Regions from separate parts of the Mus musculus genome. Here all the other regions are linked to region 3. A link is a contact called in public HiCAR-type and promoter capture Hi-C data. All regions are on one chromosome and are shown on one strand. The core of a region is the stretch at or near the end of the contact, and the rest is flanking DNA. Distances in the headings are between cores, read along the strand shown. Region 1 holds the start of Col19a1 (collagen, type XIX, alpha 1). Region 2 overlaps Lmbrd1 (LMBR1 domain containing 1). Region 3 holds the start of Adgrb3 (adhesion G protein-coupled receptor B3). Region 4 holds the start of Lmbrd1 (LMBR1 domain containing 1).

Region 1 (2,764 bases), core at 259-2,758, 1.2 Mb before region 3:
TCTACTTAGAAAGAGCCCAACGGGCTTTGCTCACCTACTCAGGAGAACCTAAAGGCCACCCTTCTCGGCCAGGCTTCTTCCTCCCTTAAAGAACAACTGTAGTCCTTGATTTGTACAGGAGTGTTGCTTTCCTTAGCTCTGATTAGTGGGAGTGGGGGTGGGCAGATGTATATTCTTCTAAAGCGCCTCTAGTACTCTCTCATCCCTTTTGCTCCTCAGACCTCCTCTCCAAGGAGAGGTTGGAAGTAAGTAGTCTGAATTGGTGATGGGGTGGGTGGAGGCTGCACAATTTATTTCTGTTACCCTTCCATCTCCCAGCTCACTCACTCTAGATCTCACATCACCCACTGTCGCAATTCCTGGATGGTTCTATTAAAAGTATATATTTTCAGCATCTGGGTCCCATTCTCTCCATTGCCGAGTCCATTGTCCTCCGAGACCCACCATGCGTTCCCCTCTGTCCCCCATGGCACGGGGCCCACGTGGGTAACCTGCCCACCCACTCAACTAGTTCCAGAGCCCTCCACGACCTAGCTGGGGTAAGGTTAAGCTTCATCTCCCGCCTGCTTCAAAGGAGCTGGCTTGTGCAGTGGCGCGCTTGGTTCCGGGCCAACAAACTTCTCCAGGACCATGCGCGCCGCCTCCCTCCTCCAGGCGGCGGTGGCTGCGGCGCCGGCCGGATTCCCGCAGAGCCGAGGGCCGCGGGCGGAGGCGAGGCGCCGGCCCTTTGCGCCGGGACCCTGACGTCCCCGCGGCGGCCGCGGCTGCGAGGACAGCGGGGACAGCGGCTGCGCTCCGGCTGGACGCGCTGCGCACTCTGCGTGTTGAAGGAGACACAGGGCCAGGTACTCCGGGACCAGACCCGGATCCTCCTCCGCGACAGCCTAAGCCGGGCTTGGGACCCCCGCGCGGGTCGAAGTGGGTAACTCCACCGGGTACACGAGCGTCCGAGCTTTGCGTCCTGGCTTTCACCTCTCCCGGTTACAGCATCCAACCCTAGAGACCACAGCCCCACAGCATTCGTAGCTTGCTCTGTTCGTTTACCCCTTCTTCCATAGCTCGCGTGCCTTCCATCCGCATCAGCATCGCATACACTTCTGCTTCCCAAACCCAACCAGAAAATCCACCGAGAACTAAAGTGGAACGCGCGAGCCCGCGTGACCTGGACGCACAAACACGAGCCACATTATAGGCAGCGTGTCAAAGTGGCCTGATCTGGCCAAATGCACTCGGTCCCCTCGTCTCCGCGTGGGAATGCAGGTGGGCAGATTTTCCCCTCGAAATATGTGCACTTGTGCAGTACGGTTGTGACATTTTCTTTAAAAGCAGATGCAGGCAAATGACCAGAAATACAGCATATGGCAGAGACCGGGCTTGTGAAGGCAACATCAAGCAAAATGTGGCAGAGCTGCGCAGCTTACCTTGGGTTGGTGTCAGAGCCCCTGGGAGGCGCGGTGGAGTCCGGACAGGGCTGCCGCACCGCCGCGGAGTGGCCCGCTCCAGCTCCCAGCGAGTGGAAGCGGGACGCATCTCTGCCCTTATTCGTCCCTTCAGTGTGACCCTCCCACTCGGTGAGCACGGAGGACTCAGCAAGACAGTCCTCAGCCAACTCATGCCCAGGTTTTCCTTGATCACACAGAGCTGGGTACTAAGTCTTTCAGGTTTCTGTTTTAATAGCAATTTCATAGCGGCAATGACAGTTGGGGGCAGACGCTTTCTCACTTCTGACTATGAAGTGTCCTCAAAGTACGGTGCGGTGCAGTGCGTGGTATACATTCACAGGTAGATAATTGGCTTTTTAACAGTCGAGCTAAAAATAAAAAAGGGTATCGTGTATGTTTTATTTTGCACTTCTATTTCTTGAGTTTATCTAAAGTTAATCAAGTCAGCTTGCATTCTAATCATCGTTCTCTATGTAGGTTTGTGTCTACATCCATAAAGGTATGTTGTGACTGTTAAATATATTATGCTTCAATAGTCTGGTGTTATAAATATCTGTCTTGTAAGTCTTCGAGATCTCTTTCAATATGTGGAGGGGGTGGGTATAGCAGTACATATACACCTACAGTAAGTATATACATACATATATATAGTATTATGTGTCTATATTCAGATTTATATTCATTCATAGTAAACATACACATATATTTATATACATATAGTGTGTGATTTTTTTAAAAACACTAGAATTTGTAAGATTAACCCACAGGTTAAACAATGCTTAACTTCTTTTAGTTGTGTGTTGCCGCAGTTGGAGAGAAAATATGTATTATTAATCCATAAGAATGGAAATCATTACCTTAGAGTGTTACCTCAAAGACATAAGTCTCACTTAGTGAGATTCCCAGTCCAAAGACGACAAGACCACAGTGGCAAAGATTTTAAAATGCTCAGAACAAATTTTTAAATAGCTCATTTTCACCTCTTTGGAGGAAGACCATTACAGCATCAACCAGTGGGTTTGTAACCTGCCTATTCCCAAAGAAAACAGAACACTGAAGTGTGAGAATTCACAAACTGCCATGAACCACGTTTCTGTCAGAATTTCAAGCCATACAATGTGTCTCCCTCCTCATGTGCTTTCCTTCACGAATTTTTGGTTGACTGTGGAAAGAGGCCAAAGGAAAAGGCATCACGTGAGTCCAGCGGCTCAGTTGCCCATTTAAAGACAGGATTCCTAAGCCTTCCCTAGGCATCTGGTGAACCTTTCCATTTGCTCAAGTATCCTAATTGAATTTGTTTCCTCGTTTGTCAGTTATATTTT
Region 2 (2,721 bases), core at 62-2,561, 1.1 Mb before region 3:
AGCCACCATGTGGTTGCTGGGATTTGAACTCAGGAACTTTGGAAGAGCAATCGGGTGCTCTTACCTACTGAGCCATCTTACCAGCCCCATATATTCTTAAAATATAATAAAATTGTTTTCTTTAGGCTTCTATCATCTTTAATGTACATCATGTCTCATTTCCCTTTATCTAGACCTTCCATGAGATTTCATGAAATGCTGATTCAGCTGTGTGGCGTTTATTCAGCTTTAACTTCATTAGTTCAGCTTTGCTGTCTGTTGCAGTTTCCTCTTTTCTTCTCCTCACGTGTCTGGCTTTACATGTGTCTCAGATCGTTTCAGATGTATGTAGTTCATGTGTGTGGTAAAGATCCCAGAGTTTCCTGCATGCACACATCTCCTGCCTTCGCGATCCTTTCTCCCATGCTCAGGCTGTTCTTCACGGGGTATTTTCTTTGTTTTAACCATTTAATACATAATTACATTTTTGATAAAAAAAATGTCTTGATAAATAATTACAAATGCAGAGTCTAAATATCTATGTTAGTTCTTGGTAACAGTTTAACACGATGACTCAATTGTGATTACACCTTTTACCCAGAAACCCTGGAAATGCTCTTAGCTGTGCAGTACATTGACGCTGCTTAGTAAAAGTAAACTTAAAATAAAAAGTGTTGTTATTACAGCTATTAATCAGCGCTATTTTAGCGAAAGTCAACGTGCATTAAAAAATGCCTTTAGTGGTACAAAAAGGAAGAAATGTGTAAAATTAGAATGACCAGGTAAGATAAATCTTGCTCTGACATAGTGGTTTTGTTACATCTGTTTCTGATAGCCTGTGAGAAGCAGTGGCGGAAGGAAGCAAACTGGAGACTTTAAAAAGGCTTTCCATTTTACTCATGGGCTCATGGTGCGCTTGCTCAGCACTTAACTTGTATACTCCAAGAGAAAAACAAGTTTTAAGTTTTCATGCTAAGCATTTAGTCTTTAGTGGTTGGAACTTTGTATGCCTTTTTCCATGACAATGGTCAGACTCCTGACTGCTTCTAATTTTAAGACACAACCCCACACTGGTCATCCACCAATTCAGTGTCTGTCTGTCTCTCTCACTGTGTGTGTGTGCATGTATGTGTGCACTCACCTGCCCATGTATTTGCGTGTGTGGGTGCATGCTGGTATGTATGTGTGTGTATATGTCAAGACAACTTCTGGTTGGCCTTCACTTTCCACTTGGGTGAGATCTGAGGCAGCGTCACTCATCCTCAGCCGCAGGCTAGCCAGGCTATGAGGATTACAGGATCCTCATCAGCACCTCCCATCTCACCCAGAGAGTACTGAAGTTCCCGATGCCTGCTCCTGTGCCCTGCTCCAGACTCAGGTCCTCAAACCTGCACAGCATGCACTTTGCCACTGAGCCATCTCTCCATCGTAACTTGGCTTTGAAGGTTAAAGAAAGTTCAGTTGTTTTGCTGTCATCTTCTTGGATAACATCAAGAGCTAGAGCTATGCTTCATGTGCTACGTGCCGGTGATGGAGGTGAGCAGCTGGACACTGGCAGATGGTGAACAAGGATCTCTCCCTTTGTTCAGTGCGGAATCATCTCTTGGCGTGAAATAGCAGCACAGAGCTCGTTTGCAAGCATTATTCTCTGAGTGTATGCCACTCTATGTAAATAAACTCAATGTAGCAAGCACATAAAGATAACAAATTCTATTGTATGCTAGTGCATGGGTTTTTAGGGTAGCTTTGTTTTTTACAACAAAGCCAAACACTAACAATATTTTCACCTGAATTTTAGGAAGCTTGCATCAAAGGCACACTTTTAAAACATGGAAAACACGTAAACAATGTGGTTGGGAAAAATATTTAAGATACAGTTTTGGTGGTGGTCCAGGTAATCCGGTCTAAGACAGTTTCAAATGTCACTGAGTGGATTACTAGGCCTCTGGGACAGAATGATGGGATTTCATTTGTGCTTGCTTCTGTCCGCTCAGCTGCTGTCCTCTAATCCCTCTCCTGGCCCTGAGAGCCTAATTCAGTCAAGTCTTAACTCCCAACATGTCTTCTAGTGTGGAAATGAAGAGAACTTCTGCGTCTCTGTTTACTCTGCCGTTCACCGTGAGACTTCCGAGTGACATTTCCCAGGCAGTTTTATACTTGCACGTAATACTTAGCCAGGGAAGATACTGCTCTTGGCTTTAAATAATTTTATATTAGTTGTGGTTTTTGTTACTGTGACAAAGGTAGTAGAAGGGGAGACGGGTTTATTTGGGCTTAGGTTTAAGAAGAGATACATTCCTTCAAAATGGTGCAGTATGGTGGCTAGCTCCATTGTGTCTGGAGCCAGAAAACAAATAAATGCAGTGTCCAGCTTGCTGTCTCCTCCTTATTCAGTCTGGGAGCAGTCTAGAGGATGATAACGCCCACATCCAATTAGCTCCTCCATACGTCTCTCTGGAAACAAATCATACATACACACACATACACACACACACACACACACACACACACAGAGAGAGAGAGAGAGAGAGAGAGAGAGAGAGAGAGAGAGAGAGAAATAATCTCCTGGGAGACTCCCAATCAAAATTTTAAATAACTTTTCCTACCTTGCAACCTATAGCTCTCTTCCTATATAAGCATTCTTCTTGCCTATTTTAAAGGGGAGCTTACTTCTTAACAGTGTATCTTGTTGCCGAAATGGTCACATCTAAATTTTGCTTAACCTGCTTTGTTTCAACTCTA
Region 3 (2,928 bases), core at 13-2,512:
AATAAAGGTAATGATATTTTAGAGGTTACGTGTGTTTAAAAAAAATGGGAACAGTCTCGTGTGTGTGTGTGTGTGTGTGTGTGTGTGTGTGCACGCTGTAGCACTTTGCAGGCAATGCAGGTCTGCGCAGTGTTCTTCAGGATAGAGTGTAGGCGTTGAAAGCCGATGTGACAGTAAGTGTCTAAATTAGGAATTCCAACCATGAAAGGGGGCTTCATTTTATAATCAGGAACTCAAAAGGAGGTCGTATTTCTTTTCCTTATTAAAAAAAAAATCGGTATTTCTGCTTCCATTTATTTGGCAGTGGATGTCTGCAATAGTGTGCTTATCAGTGATTAGAAGAGAAGGGAAGAGCTGATTTCACATCTCTCTTCCACCCTTCATGTAACGCTCTTTATTTTTAACCATTCTTGGGGTACGAAGTCTTGTTTGTTTCTATATAATAAGAAATATGAATCATTGAACTGCCCCCACCCCCACTGCAGGCCCTGTTCAAACAACCGTATATCTGTCTAAGGAAAAATAAGGGCCAGAGGTTGCCTAAGGGATGGTCACTGAGGGCTCCAGAATGTTGTATTTATTTATTTATTTATTTGGCTCTTTCTGAGAGGCAAACCAGCACTGAGTTTAGCTATTCTCAAACTGATCTTCTGGGTGACACTTTAGTTTAGCCGAACATAGACGGCGCCATCACTCCACTGATTTTTTCCCCCAACAGAAGACCCAATCCTACTCTATCCTAACTTCCTTTTAACCTACCCCCCTCCGCCCCCGCTAAAATTACCTCAATCACGCACGAGTTGCTAGATTTTCTGGGTCTCTCTCCCTATTCCTTCCCATCCAGCACACCTCTTCAAAAACAGACTTCTCTTAACTTTTCAACTGCGGCGTTTTAGTAAGCTCAGAATCTTGCCATCCGCCAGCAACAGCCTTGACTTCCATCCCCCCAAACTGAGCCCAAGTCTCTCCGGGCGACCCCCCAGAAGACAGAGGTGACCCTTAGGCCCCTTTCCTTACCTTCCACTCCGAAAGCTCCGGGAGGCTCTTGATCTAAGACACCAGAACAGGCACACGTCCCAACAACAGTGATGGAGAGACTCCCCTTCGGTCCCAATCACCGTTGCCCATTTTTCCCCCCGGTTCAGCTTCAAATATTAAGATTTATGATTGGAAAAAAAATAATGCATGCAAACGAAAGGCAGAGGGAAAAAAAGGAAAAAAAAATAATAGGGGGGGGGGCGGTGGTATCCAGCGGCCAGAGCCTTGCGCCTTATCCAAGTGAATGAAGCCTTCAAAGGAGAGGCGGGGAGAGGCCCCCTGAAGGGAGACTCCACAGAAACACCAAACAGAAAAATGGAAGTGGATAAAGAGCGCAGATGTGTTTTCCCAAACCCACCCCCCCGCAACAAACGGATTGGCCAAGAAGCCAAAAAAGCGCTGAGAAGTGGCCGGCGGCGCTGGCTGGGGCGGCGTGTTGGGCGGTGGGCTGGTGGCAGGAGTGCTCCCGGCCGGTGGCGAGGCTGGAGCAGGAGCCGTTTGCTTGCTTGGTGCGCCCTCCTCCCCGGCCCTCCTCCCTGCCAGGTACTGATGGACGGAGCGCGGCTGAGGAGCTGGGGGTAAAATCCTGGGCTGGCGACGTCGGGAAGCTGTTTGAATGCCGGGCGAGGAGGGAGGCGCGCGAGGGCACGAGATAGTAAAGCTGTGTGGCGGGCGTGCGCGCCGGCGCGCGGCGCTCGCTCTCCCCGGGCTGCGCGCGAAGGGGGCCCGCGCGTTCCTCGGCGCGCACCCGCCGCTGGGCAACCCTCCCGCGCGCGTGCTCGTGGGTGCGCGCGTCCCCGGCGGAGCGCTGCGCCCGGACCAGAGTCCGGCCTCCCCCGCGGCGGGCGAGCTGGCGGGCGGGCGAGCGGGCGAGCGGGCGAGCGGGCGGGAGGGAGGACGGGCGCGGGAGCGAGGCGGGCGGGCGGGCGGGCGGGCGCGGGCTCCTCGGGGCTCTAGCCGAGCCCGCGCCCTGCTACTCAAACCCAAACACGTCTGGAAAACCGATCTTTTCTGCGCCTGGGAGGTTTTCGCATCCTCAGTTCCCACCGCTGAGGCTGGTCGCCACCAAGTGTAGGAGAAAGTCCCCAGGAGGAGAGGCAGGGGGGCGCGGAGACGGGAAGGCGACATGGAGGGGTAGGAAGTAAACGCTGGACTCGATCATCTGTCTGCTGCCATTCAGAGCGGACCTGCCGCAGCGGGAGAGCTGTCATTTCAGCACCGGGATTTAGCCTTGATCCAGTCTGCAGCTGAGGGGCCACAACTCAGCTCCCACTGCTCTTTGCCTCAGGCTGGAGGCTGGAACTATAGTTGTTCAGTTTTTTTGTTTTGTTTTGTTTTGTTTTTTGTTTTTAAAATCACAGCCAGACTGCAATTAACAGCTTATTTGTTCTGTCACGAAAGAGGCTTTGCCAGGACCACTGAGCAGGCTACCGAGGTCAGGCGTCCTGAGCTGCTCTCAGCATGGCGTTGGGACAATAGTGCGGGTTCTAAACTTTTGATTCGTTCTGGCTTCTTAATGCATTTATTCCTTGTCAAGTTTCCCCTCGTAGGAAGTTCGGGTAAGTGATGGGAAGAAATGAAGAAAAGCTACCTTTGTTGTCCGTTGAGAAGGGGGATAAGGAAGATAAATTTCTACACGACTCCACCGTTTTATTTACTTATTGTTTATTTTGCCTCTTGTACAGACGTCTGAAGATGCATCAGATAGACTTCACATGCACATGCAGGTCACTCGCCAGCTAGTTTGGTCTCTACTTGTGTACGCGGTTGGTGGTTTGCAAAACAAGTGTTTGAATAGTGTGCTTATGTGGTGGGAGGAGACATAATGGGTAATGCATTTGGGCAGAGTCCTCCTAAGGGTGAGTTGCCTGAGCAGCAGGTGAAGTTGAA
Region 4 (2,735 bases), core at 234-2,733, 1.2 Mb before region 3:
TGATGGACAACTGCCTAATGGAAGAGGTCTCAAGGAACCTATTTGAAAATGGACATAATACTACGATATAGAGAAAGGTGTTGTCTGATTCATACCAATGTGGAATGGGATCTGAATCCTATGGAAATATGCAAAAGTAAGTTATTTGTTCCATGGCAGAATTAGGGAAATGCAGCTTCAGGAGGAACAGCTTGTGCTCACAAAATTACTGATTATGTGATCGTTTTCAAAGAGGATTTGGGCCATTGAAGACAACAGGGATGACTGGTCTCAGGTGGTTTTTGATATCTCCTCTAACCAGCAAGCCTACTACAGAAGGGTTAAAAGGCATTGGCTCAAGAAGTAAAGCACAAGCATGACTTGTTGGTGATGCACTTGGGGACACACATGAGATCTCAGAGACGGACACACACTTCCACCAGAGAGTTTCTGATGGGACCGGTTCATATAAAACACATTCTGTTTCCACTTTCTTCTCATTTCGACACTTCTACCCAACCCTTAACTACTGCAGACTTCCAGTCAGAAATAAGACCAAGGTGAGTAATAATATCACAGCAGAATAAACTATAGCGACGATGGAGTTCATCCATAAACTGTTTTGACTGCATCCTAAGTGTCTTAGTGTCCTAAGGATGGAAGTGTTTATTGGGTTCACAGTGCAAGGTTTCAGCGCATTGTTGTGGTGATGTTATAGACAGCAGGAACTAGAGGTGGCTACTCACATCCAAGGTCAAGCGCACACAGCAATGAGTTATGCACGCATGCTAAGTAAGTCTTCAGTTCTGGTCCAGGGATGTGGAAATGTTACCACCCACATTCAGGGTGGGGCTTCTCACCTCAGCCCAATTAAAGGAAAAAATCCCTCACAAGCCCACAGGACAATGTATTCGAGACAATTTGTCACTGAGTCTTCCGAGATGGTTCTGCATTGTATCAAGCCCACAGACAAACGTCCACAATCAAAACTAAATATCACGCCGGGGTTTGTTTATTCAATTTAAATACACACTAATACACCACGGGACCCAGGCAAGCATCCCAGGTTTTCCCTCAGCTTCACATAAGATTTACAACAATCTCTGTTTTGTTCACTTGAGCATATTATTAGCACCTACAGTTCATAGACTCGGACATTTTAATTGTATGAAACCATCATGGAAATTCACAGGTACGCGCAGATGGAAAAAACAAAACAAAACGAAACATCACGTGGTAGCACAGTGCCGTCAAGCAATGACGTGACCTGGTCATCAGCAAATTATAAAGTCATCTGGGCAGATGACATTCTTTTATTCTGAGTCATTCCTGCACCAGGATGACTTCTGATTGCATAATGGGATCAAAACCTTGTTTTTGGAAGCAATGAAAACCCGTAATGTCACTCTACATTCAGAGGCACAGACACAGCCCTGCCTCCGTAAAGCTCCTAGAGTGCCAGCAAGATCAAGTGGCACGCAGGCCGCGCGTGGGCGGGCAGCGTGGTGACGTCACGGTGCGTCGGGTGCGCCCCGCCTCGGCTCGGCTGGTCGCCAGGGGACGCTCGCGGGCCGGGTCTCCTTGGCAACCCTCCGCTCTGCCCCTCCGCCCCTTTAACCTTTAGGCTGCGCAGTTCCGGGTCCCTCTTCGTTCCGTCCCGTCCCGTCCCGTGCCTTCCCTCCCCACCCCTTTGGGCTTATCCGGACCGGAAGCGAAGATGGCGGCGGCGGCGGCCGAGCTGGTGATCGGCTGGTGCATCTTCGGCCTCTTGCTCCTGGTAGGGGAGGCGCTCCGAGTTCTCCCAGGGTGAGGGGGTGGGAGGAGGAGGAGGGCGGGCCAGCGCTGGCCTCGCCTGTCGGGGACCCTCCTCGCCCGCCCTGCTCTCTGCTGGGTCCGCGAGGGTCTCCGGAGGAAGGCGAAGAGGCGCTGATCCTCCGCGGTCTCCTTCCTAACTTCAGCCAGCTTCTGTCTCTTGTCTGAGAATGTAGCTGGCGGGTGAGTTTGGGGACGAGCGACCCTCGGGGTGGAGAAAGGCGTGATCACGGCTTGAATTGGAGTCCTCACCGCCTCTGGGCCAGGCTTCTGGGCTCTGACAGAATCAATTGTTTATTTGTTTAAATGCCTCCTTCCCCCCCCGCCCCCCCTTGTTTCCCCGCGCCCATTGTGCGATTCTGCCTTGATGACGTGAGTGTCACGTTCTAGGTATTACATTCCACTTAGAACGCTGTAGAGCCGCTTGGCCAGGCGGGAGGTTATTACCTGTCTGACCTCAGGTGCCTTCTTTTCCAGACTTCTCTGATCATTGGGTGCACAAAACCCAACTGTAGTGACTCAGAGTGACCTGGTTGTTACTTTCTGACTTCGTTTAGTTTGCTTCTCTTATGACATTTCATATTGTCAAATCCTTCCCCACTCTACAAAGACTTCAGTCCTATGGTCAGTTAGTGTTTGCATTTTGAAACTCGTCCGATGTGTTTCAGATTCCCTATACTGACCCTTGGGTAGTTTGTTCAGGTAGTCAAGTTTTTCAGTTTTTCATCAGGTAGCGCGCGCACGCGCGCACACACACACACACACAGAGATACAGACACACACACAGACACACACACGCACACGACACTTGCCTTGCATGTTCAGGAACCCTAAATTCAGTCTTAGTACTGGCATGCTCCCTTCACTTTAACAAATCCCATTGCCCTGGGCCATGCTTAGCTTGTGTCCTGGAGGGAGGCTATCTAGCCCTGTACTAGGAGAGA

Evidence for each region. Promoter capture Hi-C pulls out the DNA fragments that hold promoters and counts their contacts. HiCAR-type assays count read pairs that join an accessible place to other places.
Region 1: a HiCAR-type map of astrocytes shows a contact between it and region 3, with 3 times the contacts expected there. The contact joins the promoter of Col19a1 here to the promoter of Adgrb3 in region 3. A contact is called at or near these places in 1 of 39 promoter capture datasets (hippocampal neurons), 1 of 115 datasets of contacts at active chromatin or transcription factors (astrocytes) and 1 of 9 other capture datasets (embryonic stem cells).
Region 2: a contact with region 3 is called in a promoter capture Hi-C map of hippocampal neurons, with 5 times the contacts expected there. The contact joins the enhancer-like site here to the promoter of Adgrb3 in region 3. A contact is called at or near these places in 1 of 39 promoter capture datasets (hippocampal neurons), 1 of 484 Hi-C or Micro-C datasets (cerebellum) and 3 of 115 datasets of contacts at active chromatin or transcription factors (SST interneurons, astrocytes and embryonic hindbrain).
Region 4: a HiCAR-type map of astrocytes shows a contact between it and region 3, with 7 times the contacts expected there. The contact joins the promoter of Lmbrd1 here to the promoter of Adgrb3 in region 3. A contact is called at or near these places in 6 of 39 promoter capture datasets (cranial neural crest, embryonic stem cells, frontonasal cranial neural crest and 2 more) and 7 of 115 datasets of contacts at active chromatin or transcription factors (astrocytes, embryonic forebrain, embryonic midbrain and 3 more).

Annotation. Positions count from the first base shown.
Region 1 is chr1:24,585,929-24,588,692 of GRCm38.p6, forward strand. Col19a1 (collagen, type XIX, alpha 1) reads right to left here and starts at 1,509. Exons shown (of 51, transcript NM_007733.2): 1 at 1,422-1,509.
Region 2 is chr1:24,757,275-24,759,995 of GRCm38.p6, forward strand. All of the region lies in intron 14 of Lmbrd1 (LMBR1 domain containing 1), which reads left to right. Among named protein-coding and RNA genes, the nearest start is that of Lmbrd1, 80 kb to the left of the region's middle. Within about 2 kb of position 1,312, at least 12 of the 459 cell types and tissues checked have an H3K27ac peak or open chromatin away from gene starts, as enhancers often do. A contact at or near this core is called in cerebellum and hippocampal neurons, where this site is marked.
Region 3 is chr1:25,828,445-25,831,372 of GRCm38.p6, forward strand. Adgrb3 (adhesion G protein-coupled receptor B3) reads right to left here and starts at 1,263. Exons shown (of 31, transcript NM_175642.4): 1 at 1,018-1,263. Gm9884 (predicted gene 9884) reads left to right here and starts at 1,986. Exons shown (of 2, transcript NR_169046.1): 1 at 1,986-2,597; 2 at 2,724-2,928.
Region 4 is chr1:24,677,061-24,679,795 of GRCm38.p6, forward strand. It overlaps Lmbrd1 (LMBR1 domain containing 1), which reads left to right and starts at 1,484. Exons shown (of 16, transcript NM_026719.2): 1 at 1,484-1,756. The coding sequence starts at 1,697.